Regions from separate parts of the Mus musculus genome. Here regions 2 and 3 are each linked to region 1. The links are chromatin contacts, called in public ChIA-PET and HiChIP or PLAC-seq maps. All regions are on one chromosome and are shown on one strand. The core of a region is the stretch at or near the end of the contact, and the rest is flanking DNA. Distances in the headings are between cores, read along the strand shown.

Region 1 (3,085 bases), core at 328-2,827:
ATCAGCGAAGACTGGCATCTGTAACTCTCTTTGTAGGGTATGGGTTCAGCACAAACTGAAACCCCAGAGGTTCTGGTCTCAGCTTTGACTTCTGGACTCAGCATCCGTGTATGTCATTTGGCCTAAGCATAAGCTTTAAGTTTCTGTGACCCAGTTGTGAGTTGTGGCGTCATTTGTACCCACTGAGAAGAAAACAAGCCCCGTGCCACACTCATGTCCAGATCAGCAAAAAGTATTTAAACTGTGAGCACCATTTATGCTTTTTCCATGTCTTCATAAAGAACCTAAACCCTATCTTGTTTTATTAAATATATAATTTTTATGTTTCTTTAAACATAATGTGTGTGTGTATGTATGTATGTATGTATGTATGTATGTATGTATATTAGTGTCTGTATATATGCACTATAAGTAACCACAGAATCCTGTTCCCTCGGAGCTGGAATTGCAGGTGGTTGTAAGCCACTGACATGGGTGCTGGGAACAGAACTCAGATCTCCTGGGAAAGCCGCCAAATGCTCTTAACAACAGAGCCATCTCTCCAGCCCCTCCTTTGTTTTGTGTGAAGAACTTTGAATGGGCTCATTGAAGTGTTTTCTAGCACTCAAAGTAGGGAATGGGCAGGGGGAGCAGCGGACATTCGGGGAATTAAAGTTAAAGTGAATTGATAGCGGAGGATGGATGTCAGCCATAAGGAAAGTGGGCAGGAGGGATACAGGTCTGGATGAGGGTGGGAGGGCATTTAAAAGGATGACGTGGGGGTGGGGGGAATGAAGCTAAAAGGGCGGAAATTCTGGGCTAGGGATGACCCATTAGAATGAAAGAGCAAGAAGACAGGGAATAGCAGGAGCTTGGAAATGAAGTGATGGGTGTGGGTGTATGTGTGGGCAACAGGGATAAAGGACTGAAATGGACAACCTTGGGCAAACCCCAGGCCCTCCATGGGCCTCAGTATCCAGGTCTACAGGGTAAAGGACTGCACCCTAATGAAAAGAGGGGCTTCGGGAGCACCCTGGTTGTGTCTTGGGAGCTGAGGTGCAGGGCCAGGTTGGGGGTGGGATAGGTGGGATGGAGTAAGGTGGGGTGGGATGAGATGAGATAGAAAGATGCAGGGTAGAAGTCTCAGCTTTGGTCCCACAGGGGTGTGCACCGTGCAGAGGGGCCTTAGATGGCTGTCACTGGAGTTAGCAGGGCAGGTGGGTGTGGGCACCTGCTGGCAAGGGCAGGGTACCGTGCGAAGGGCTGAGGACAAGGGTTCCTGCATCTTACCGGAGATGGGCAGCGAGGTTCTGGGCACCGAGCGGGGGACGCGGCCGCACACCGGGGCGCTCAGCATCGCCAGCAGCAGCAGCAGCAGCGACGACGGCGGCGGGAAGAGAGAGACCGGAGGCGGCCGGGGGCCCGGGCGGGGCCGCTCGGCCCTGGCCAGCATCTCTGGCTCCGCCTGGTGCCGGGTGGGGCGCGTCGGGCAGCCTCTACTCAGTACCGCTACTGCGCGGGCCTCGGCCCCTCTCGGGTACCCTCGGCCGAGCTCGGCCTGCAGCGGTGAGATGAAACACAACCCGACTCCTCCCACTCACAAAGGAACCAATGGAGGACCGGTTTCTTCCTATAACCAATGAAAATTGAGTGGAGGAGGGACGAGGAAGAGAGGCCCTACCCAGGTGTAGGCGGAGCTAGGACAGGTGTAGGTGTGGGTTTCTTCCTCAGAAGGATGGAAACGTTCCTAGGTCTGGAGTCACCAGTGAATTTGTAGCAGTTGCTCCAAATCCCCAAATATCCATATCTGTGCTACTAAGAGCACCAGATTTTTCAGATTTTTATTTATTTTTTTTGTTCCTGTAAGATGGCTCAGTGAGTATAAGGGGCCAGCTGCTAAACTTGAAGTCTGAGTTGGATTTAACCACTGCCCCCACCCCGGGACCCAACAACATGGAAAGCAGAGAATCCACTTGCTCAGATGGTCCTCTGACTTCCACATGCACGCCATGGTACTAATGGCCTCCAACACACATACACACAATAAATAAATTAAAATGCAAATATACTTATGAATATATTAGTTACTTTTCTCATTGCTAAGGTCCAACTTAAGGAAGGGTTTATTTTGGTTCACAGTTGGAAGATATAGTCTGCCATGATGGAAAAGCAGGGTGGCAAAAAACTGAAAAGTCTGGTCACATTGCATCTGCAATAGGAAGAAGAGAGCTTAGCCCAGAGTATGGTGCCATCCATAGTCAGGGTGGGTCTTCCCACCTCAACAAAATCGAGAGACTCCCTCACAGTAGCTCGTCCAGTTTTGTCTCTGGGTGGTTCTAGACTCTATCAAGTAGACATTGTTAACGGTCCCACTTTGAATCATTGGGCTGGAGAGATAGTCCAGGGGTTAAGAGCACTGACTCCTCTTCCAGAGGTTCTGAGTTCAATTCCCAGCAACTACATGGTGGCTCACAATCATCTGTAATGGGATCTGATGCCCTTTTCTGGTGTGTCTGAAGAGAACAATAGTGAATACATTAAAAAAAAAAGTAAAATAAATAAAATAAAAGAACTAAGGAGACTGGGAAGTGTGCTGGCCAGAGTCAGGAATGACCACTGTGTATTTGAGAGGAGACTCCACAGAAATACACCCAATGCAGTAGACCTGGAGTGGTGCCTTGGCCCTGTTCTTCACGTAAAACTACCTCATTTCTAGGCAGCCTTTAAGGAGTCAAGTGCCCAGGTTTTCTACAGAAGCTGTGGTTTAGGGCAGGACTCTGACATGTGAAGTAACTTCCTCCTGTCTCAGAGGGAACTTGCGCTTACCAGGTGTTTCACTTATGATTCCGTATCATCTCCTTGCCATCCTGGGAGGGAGACCTGAAACAGAAGTTAACATCCCCAGTGGTGTGCTATTGGGAACTGTATTGGGATTTGCTGTCTCAGATGCAGGGTTGACAGACTTCCTACAAACAGGCAGTTTTTAGCTTTTTAAAACTCCTACCCACTTAGGTATGTCAACAAGCCCTTTACCAACCCTCACTTTCATATTGAGAAAGAGAATTTAGTGGTAATGACCAAAAAAAAGGGGGGGGGAATGAACAGT
Region 2 (2,976 bases), core at 129-2,628, 200 kb before region 1:
ATGGTCCCAACCGTGTCATTCACCACAGCCACAATGTCAATGTCAAAGTCCTGCAGGGGAATCAAAGGGCCTTCATCATCACCAGGGGAAGACGGGTATGAAGACAAGTGTGAAGATGGAGAAAGAGCAAGACACACCATGCAAGTATGCTACTAACCCAATCCATGGCCACGCATGGATAGCAGTGGGGATCACCCAGGTGCCCCATCCACCTATTCTCCATTTGTCTTCACCAATAAGGACCATTTTCCAGACAGCAGAATGGATTGAATTCATCTTATTGCTTTCTCCCCCTCACACACAACTGACAGACCTAGCCTACCATCCCCTGCTTCATTCCCCACTCATGTCAATCATGCCGACATCCCTACTTGACAAGGAGAATCCTGAGGCTAAGGACCAAAGTGTGTTTCTTGCACCAAAGGCCAAAGGCCAAAGTTACTGTCCATCAAGCAAATTTCAAATCCCCAAAGGTATCTGATCACATACAAAAGTCACAGGCCAACATGGCAGGGATACTGAATACATATCCTTAAGCTCTACAAAACCATGTCCTATAGAGTCCAGAGACAGACAGGGAAGGATCTCAGATAGCCTGGGGACCCTGAGCTCCCACCCACTACTCACCCCTCTGCGCTGGATGGCCTTCCGGATCAGATCCACCACATCTCTGCCTTCCACGCCACTGGACTTGAACCCCTTAGTCCATGAGACCAAGAAACTCTAGAAGAGGGCCAAAAAATAATGATTTCCCACAGCTGCGACAGCAACATTCTAACAAGTCCTCAGCAGAGCCCTCTACCTCAGGCCTAAAGTCATGATTAAATTTATACATTGTCTCCTAACTAGCCCAGGAAGGAGGAAACTCAGCACACACACACACCCCAACCCCGCCCAAACTCCAGGACAGAAGAGTGCATATATGAGTTTTACTGTGATTCCCTGCCCAAGAAGTAGAAAGAAGCAGTAAATAGTGTGTGTGTGTGTATGTGTGTGTGTATGTATAGTGTGTGTGTGTGTGTGTGTGTGTGTGTGTGTGTGTGTGTGTATGTATAGTGTGTGTGTGTGTGTGTGTGTGTGTGTGTGTGTGTGTATCCTTGTATTTCTGCTCCTCCTGCCTCTACCTCCTGAGGCAGGGGTTTCAGTAGGTACTACTGTGGCCAGTTTATGTTGTGCTGGGGACAGCCCCCTCGGCTCTGTGTGCGCTAGGCAAGCACTCTACCAAATGAACACAGCCCCAGCTTCTTGGGTATCTTCCTTTCATCCGTGGGTCTTTCTCATAGCACTTTAGATCAAAGAAGATCTTAATTCTGCCAACATGGACAGGATACCACAAAGTATGTGGGGGAGGGGCAGAACACCACAGCCTCTCCTACTCCATCACCACCCTCCACACCTACACATAGCACATACATATAGCTTCCCAGAAGGACGTAAGTCTCAGTACTGAAAGCTCACATGCAAAATCCCCTCATCGCCACTGCCCCCACAGCTGCAGGTGGCTCAGGAGTCCCCTTCCGAGAAAGCATCTCGACCCGCCATACCTCATCCAGTTTCGTCTGGTGGCAGGGGAACGAGAAGGTGAAACCCAGCGGGAGCTTCTTCTCTTTGATCTGTAGCTTGTCCATGAAGTTGGCCAGGCATTCGGCAATGTGGTCAAACAGCTACGGGCACAAAGAGGAAGGTGAGCAGGGCGGCAGGAGAGTGGGAGACAGACTTAGGGTGAAGGGTTCTATCGACCGCCAACTTAACACAGTCTAAACAGTCTAACATGACCTAGAAGACAAACCTCTAAGCATGCCTGTGTGGGAGTGGGAAGATCTCCCCATGTATCGGTGACAGCCTTCCAAAGGCTGGAGCCACGGATCGATTAAAAAGGAGTTAACTGAGCCGAGCACCACATCTCTCTGCTTCCGGACTGTGGACACAGTCATGACCTCAGACCCCTGCTGCCATGTCTGTCCTCTTCCTTCTATGACAGACTATACCCTCCAAGTGTGAGCCAAAATAAATGCCCCCTTTCTAGTGTTACTTCAGTTACAGAAACAAGTGACTTATAAAGATGAGCTGGTAGAACTTATGTCATCTTTTGCTCTCCCAATGAAAAGGAAACGACATCGGAACTGACACTCAAAATGACATCTGGACTCAGTCATGCAATGTGTACAAAGGCATAAATAATGCTAATTAGTGCTCATTAGAGGGCATCTTCCACTTAAGACTTTTAAATTAATCTTGCTCAAAAGAACCCCCTAAATCATTGGGCGTCGTGGTTATCACAAGGTTCGAGTACATCAGAGAACAGAGCATCCTCTGCTGGCAGTCATGTTAGCCCAGCTCATCCTCCTAAACAGAAGCCCATCTCACTCCCAAGAAGTTCTTTGGCAGCCCTGACTCTTGATGGAGACTGACAGGATTCCTTCCCTTGGCGCTCTATGAACCAACTCAAGCAAAATAAACAACCTTTTTATTTTTCCTCTGTAAAAGAAAAAAAATTCCCTGAAGGCAATTCAAGGAAATTATTTTTTGGTTTGTTGTTTATCTTATTCTATTTTTTTTTAAATATGTGTGTGTGTGTGTGTGTGTGTGTGTGTGTGTGTGCGTGTGCACGCGCGCACAGGTGTATACATGCAGTCACACTTGCGGCCATGGAGAACTGCAGTTACTAGTTCTCCGTTGTGTTGTGAGTTGCTTGATCTGATCCCTGGTATACAAACTCTTGTCCCCTAATAAAACAGCAATTGCTTTTAACTAGCAAGTCATCTCCAGTCTCTATTTTTGATGTCCAGTTTCAAAACAAAAGACAGGGCAATGGCTGCAGGACCCACATAGCCACCTCAACATGCAGAGAGGTGCACTCCTGATAACTCAGGCTTCCAGTCAAGCCAGAGCCCACCAACCGAGAGGTCCCCTGTCACCTACTCCATACCCTCAAAGAGAAGCTTAGCTCTCTAGATGTTGAGAGACAGAGGGCAG
Region 3 (2,954 bases), core at 353-2,852, 240 kb before region 1:
GGGGAACACCAAGTTGGCTAGAATGAGTAGCCTCTAAGTGGCAAAGATTCACCTGTCTCTACCTCCGCAGTACTGGGATTACAGGTGAAAAGGTCAGCTCAGAAACTTTGGGAACGTCATGAAACACTTGCCCCTCTGGAAGGAAAAGGCTAATTAACATTTCTCAGACCACGGGGGTGGGGGGCACATTCCACATGGCTAACCCTGCTCACCTTCAGACAGGGAAGTCCTTGTCACCTCATTCCCTAAAGACCAATCAGTTTAAAGGGTGCACTGTTCCACCAATCATATTGTGCCTAGTTGCTGATGCTCTATTTTGGCCCTGGAAACCATATAAAAACTGGCCGAACTGCTGCTGGTGGTCGCTGCCTCTCCTTCAGGTCTGGGACGACCCCAGTGCACTGGAACAATAAGTTCCTCTTGCTTTTTGCATCAACCCCAGCTCCACATGGTTCACTCAGGGGGTCCCCAGTAAGCTAAGCTTCCCCAGAGTTTTATGCAAGCATGTGTCACCACATCAGGCTACAGATTCTGAAACATTTATTTATTTGTTTGTTTGTTTTTCGAGACAGGGCTTCTCTGTATAGCTCTGGCTGTCCTCACTCTGTAGACCAGGCTGTCCTCGAAACTCAGAAATCCGCCTGCTTCTGCCTCCCAAGCACTGGGATTAAAGGTGTGTGCCACCACTGCCTGGCTCCGAAACATTTTTTTAAAGATTTGTTTTAGGGCTGAAGAGATGACTCAGCAGTTAAGAGCAATTGCTATTCTTCCAGAGGACTCAGGTTCAACTCCTGGCAACCACATGGTGGCTCACATTTGCAGGGATCTGCCACGTATACACTATATATATGTGGCTGGTGCACATACATACATACATACATACAGGCAAATCACTCATATGCAAAAATACATTTTTAAAAAAGGTCTATTTGTGTGTTGAGTAGGGGTGGCTGCACACGTGTAGTTGCTGAGAGAATCCAGAAGAAAGTGTCAGGTCCCCTGTAGCTGGAGTTACAGTGGTTATAAAGCTATCCACTGAGGGAAGAGAACTTTGGTCTAGTGCAAGAGAAGTAATGCTCTTACCCCTGAGCCATCTCTCCAGCTCGAACTTTTTAAACGTTCTAATCAAGGACCCTGAATGTTAGTTTCACACTGGCCTCTGTCCTCCCGGCACAACCAGCCAACTGAATTCCAGGAGGCGTCCAGGGCAAGCCAAGAGAAGACAGAGGCAGCTGATGGAGAGGTTGAGGGGCTTATAAGAAAGGGCATGTGGCTTCTCCCCCTCTATCCGACCCCACTCCGGTAACTGTCAGCTGAAACAGCTACCTCGTAAAAGACTGGCAGGTGTACCACCATCATCACCACCATCACCCGGGCCCCCGGCCCCCATCCCTGCTTCCCTACTTCCCTGCCCCCAAGGAACAATCCTAACACACCTGCAGAATACAGTCAAAGGAGGTGCAACCGGAACATAAACTGCGCATCAGTCAGCCAGTCATGTCTGGCCCGTGGTTCCCAAGGGCTGGTTTCTAGCGCCTGTGACACTGCACAACACGTGTAGCTCCGCAGAGCTCTTTCAGCACCTCCGAGGGGCGGGCGCCACCTGGTGGTCACTCTGAGATCTACTCGAGGCCACGTGCTCTTAAGAGCAGGGGAGCTAGGAAGGCCAATTCAGCACTGGGGAGGTGGAGGCAGGAGAATCAAGAATGCAAGGCTAGCTTTGGCTACACAGCGAGCTTGAGGGCAGCTTAAGCTACACAAGACCCTGTCTGAAAAATAAAACAAAACCATCAAACAAAAAACCAAACCCAGTAGCTAGGGAGATGGCAGAACTTGTTAAATTGGGCTAACATGAGGACTTGCATTGAGATTCCCAGCATCCATATAAAAGCCAAACAGCCATGGCTGCCTATATAAATCAGCTAGACCCCAAAGCTAGCTGGCCCACCACATTAGCCTAACCAGTGCCTTCTAGGCACTGAATAGTGAGGCTAGTGCCCTGCTGCAATATTCAAGATGGAGAGCAAGAAGTTCCCAGGGCAGACATACACACAGCCACACACACCCACATACCTGTGCACACACATGGATGTGAAGAAAGAGAGGAGGGAGGAAGAAAGAGAAAAGAGGAAGAGGGAGCCAGTGGTGGAGCAGAGATGGTGAAAGTGAGGCACCAGGTGTGGATGAGCGAACTTCCCTCAGTTCTGCATTTGCCCAGGAGGAACAGCTTCATTGAAGAAGCACAAAGAAAAGGCAGCCGTTGAGAAAGGGAGTCTGTGTCTGCCGTGAGAGGATCAGAGACCTGCGGGGACACAGAGCAAGGCAGGAGTTCGGGGCCAGCAGAGAAGAGCTTGCTCTCACCGGTGAACAATGTGGCCTTGTTGGGGCTGGAGGAATAACTCAGAGGGTGAAAGGCAAACCTGACAACCTGCGTTCATCAAATATCCCCCAACCACAGATTTGCACATACATAGGCCCTCACCCATCCACAGGTAAATCATTGGGTTTTTTATAATAGTTTGACCTTGTTCACCAGCACAGGGAACAATACTGAGGCTCTAGAGTATAGACTTGAGACCCTTGTTGCACTGGGTACTTAATACCTGTTGTCCTGCTAATTAAGGTCAAAGTCTACCGTTGTCCAGATAGCCTTCTGAGCTCAGCACAAAATGGGAGACTCCCTTTACCAGCAGAGATTCTCCTTCTCTGACCTTGTCTGAGGAGTTCAGAGCCCCCACCCTCTACCAAAGGTTTGTCACATTCGTAGCCTTGATTAGCTCACAGTTTCAGCTGCCTTTCTTCCACCACAGAACCCATTCAGCAAGCACCTGAAATCCCCCAAAAGCCTCTCCATGCTAATGAGGCGTCTCAGTTCCTTATCCTTCAGCCAATGACCTTTGCCCACCCTCGATATTCCTACAACCTTCCCCAAAACTATACAACCCAAGAAAAGT

Evidence for each region. ChIA-PET counts read pairs in DNA pulled down with a chosen protein or histone mark. HiChIP or PLAC-seq counts read pairs in DNA pulled down with a chosen protein or histone mark.
Region 2: a contact with region 1 is called in an RNA polymerase II ChIA-PET map of memory CD8 T cells, with 26 read pairs. The contact joins the enhancer-like site here to the promoter of Sema4f in region 1. A contact is called at or near these places in 5 of 39 promoter capture datasets (cranial neural crest, frontonasal cranial neural crest, hippocampal neurons and 2 more), 1 of 484 Hi-C or Micro-C datasets (bone marrow-derived macrophages), 7 of 115 datasets of contacts at active chromatin or transcription factors (CD8 T cells, embryonic basal ganglia, embryonic stem cells and 3 more) and 3 of 9 other capture datasets (adipose tissue, liver and macrophages).
Region 3: a contact with region 1 is called in an H3K27ac HiChIP or PLAC-seq map of embryonic stem cells, with 6 read pairs. The contact joins the enhancer-like site here to the promoter of Sema4f in region 1. A contact is called at or near these places in 1 of 39 promoter capture datasets (neutrophils), 5 of 115 datasets of contacts at active chromatin or transcription factors (T-cell acute lymphoblastic leukemia, bone marrow-derived macrophages, embryonic stem cells and 2 more) and 3 of 9 other capture datasets (adipose tissue, liver and macrophages).

The regions. Positions count from the first base shown.
Region 1 is chr6:82,938,192-82,941,276 of GRCm38.p6, forward strand. It overlaps Sema4f (sema domain, immunoglobulin domain (Ig), TM domain, and short cytoplasmic domain), which reads right to left and starts at 1,578. Exons shown (of 14, transcript NM_011350.4): 1 at 1,270-1,578. The coding sequence starts at 1,432.
Region 2 is chr6:82,743,318-82,746,293 of GRCm38.p6, forward strand. Hk2 (hexokinase 2) reads right to left here. Exons shown (of 18, transcript NM_013820.3): 4 at 1,545-1,664; 5 at 628-723; 6 at 1-50. Among named protein-coding and RNA genes, the nearest start is that of Gm32480, 30 kb to the left of the region's middle. Within about 2 kb of position 1,379, at least 17 of the 459 cell types and tissues checked have an H3K27ac peak or open chromatin away from gene starts, as enhancers often do. A contact at or near this core is called in CD8 T cells and memory CD8 T cells, where this site is marked.
Region 3 is chr6:82,701,304-82,704,257 of GRCm38.p6, forward strand. It overlaps Gm32425 (a long non-coding RNA gene), which reads left to right. Exons shown (of 3, transcript XR_377779.4): 2 at 2,219-2,492. Among named protein-coding and RNA genes, the nearest start is that of Gm32534, 12 kb to the right of the region's middle. Within about 2 kb of position 1,603, at least 13 of the 459 cell types and tissues checked have an H3K27ac peak or open chromatin away from gene starts, as enhancers often do. A contact at or near this core is called in embryonic stem cells, where this site is marked.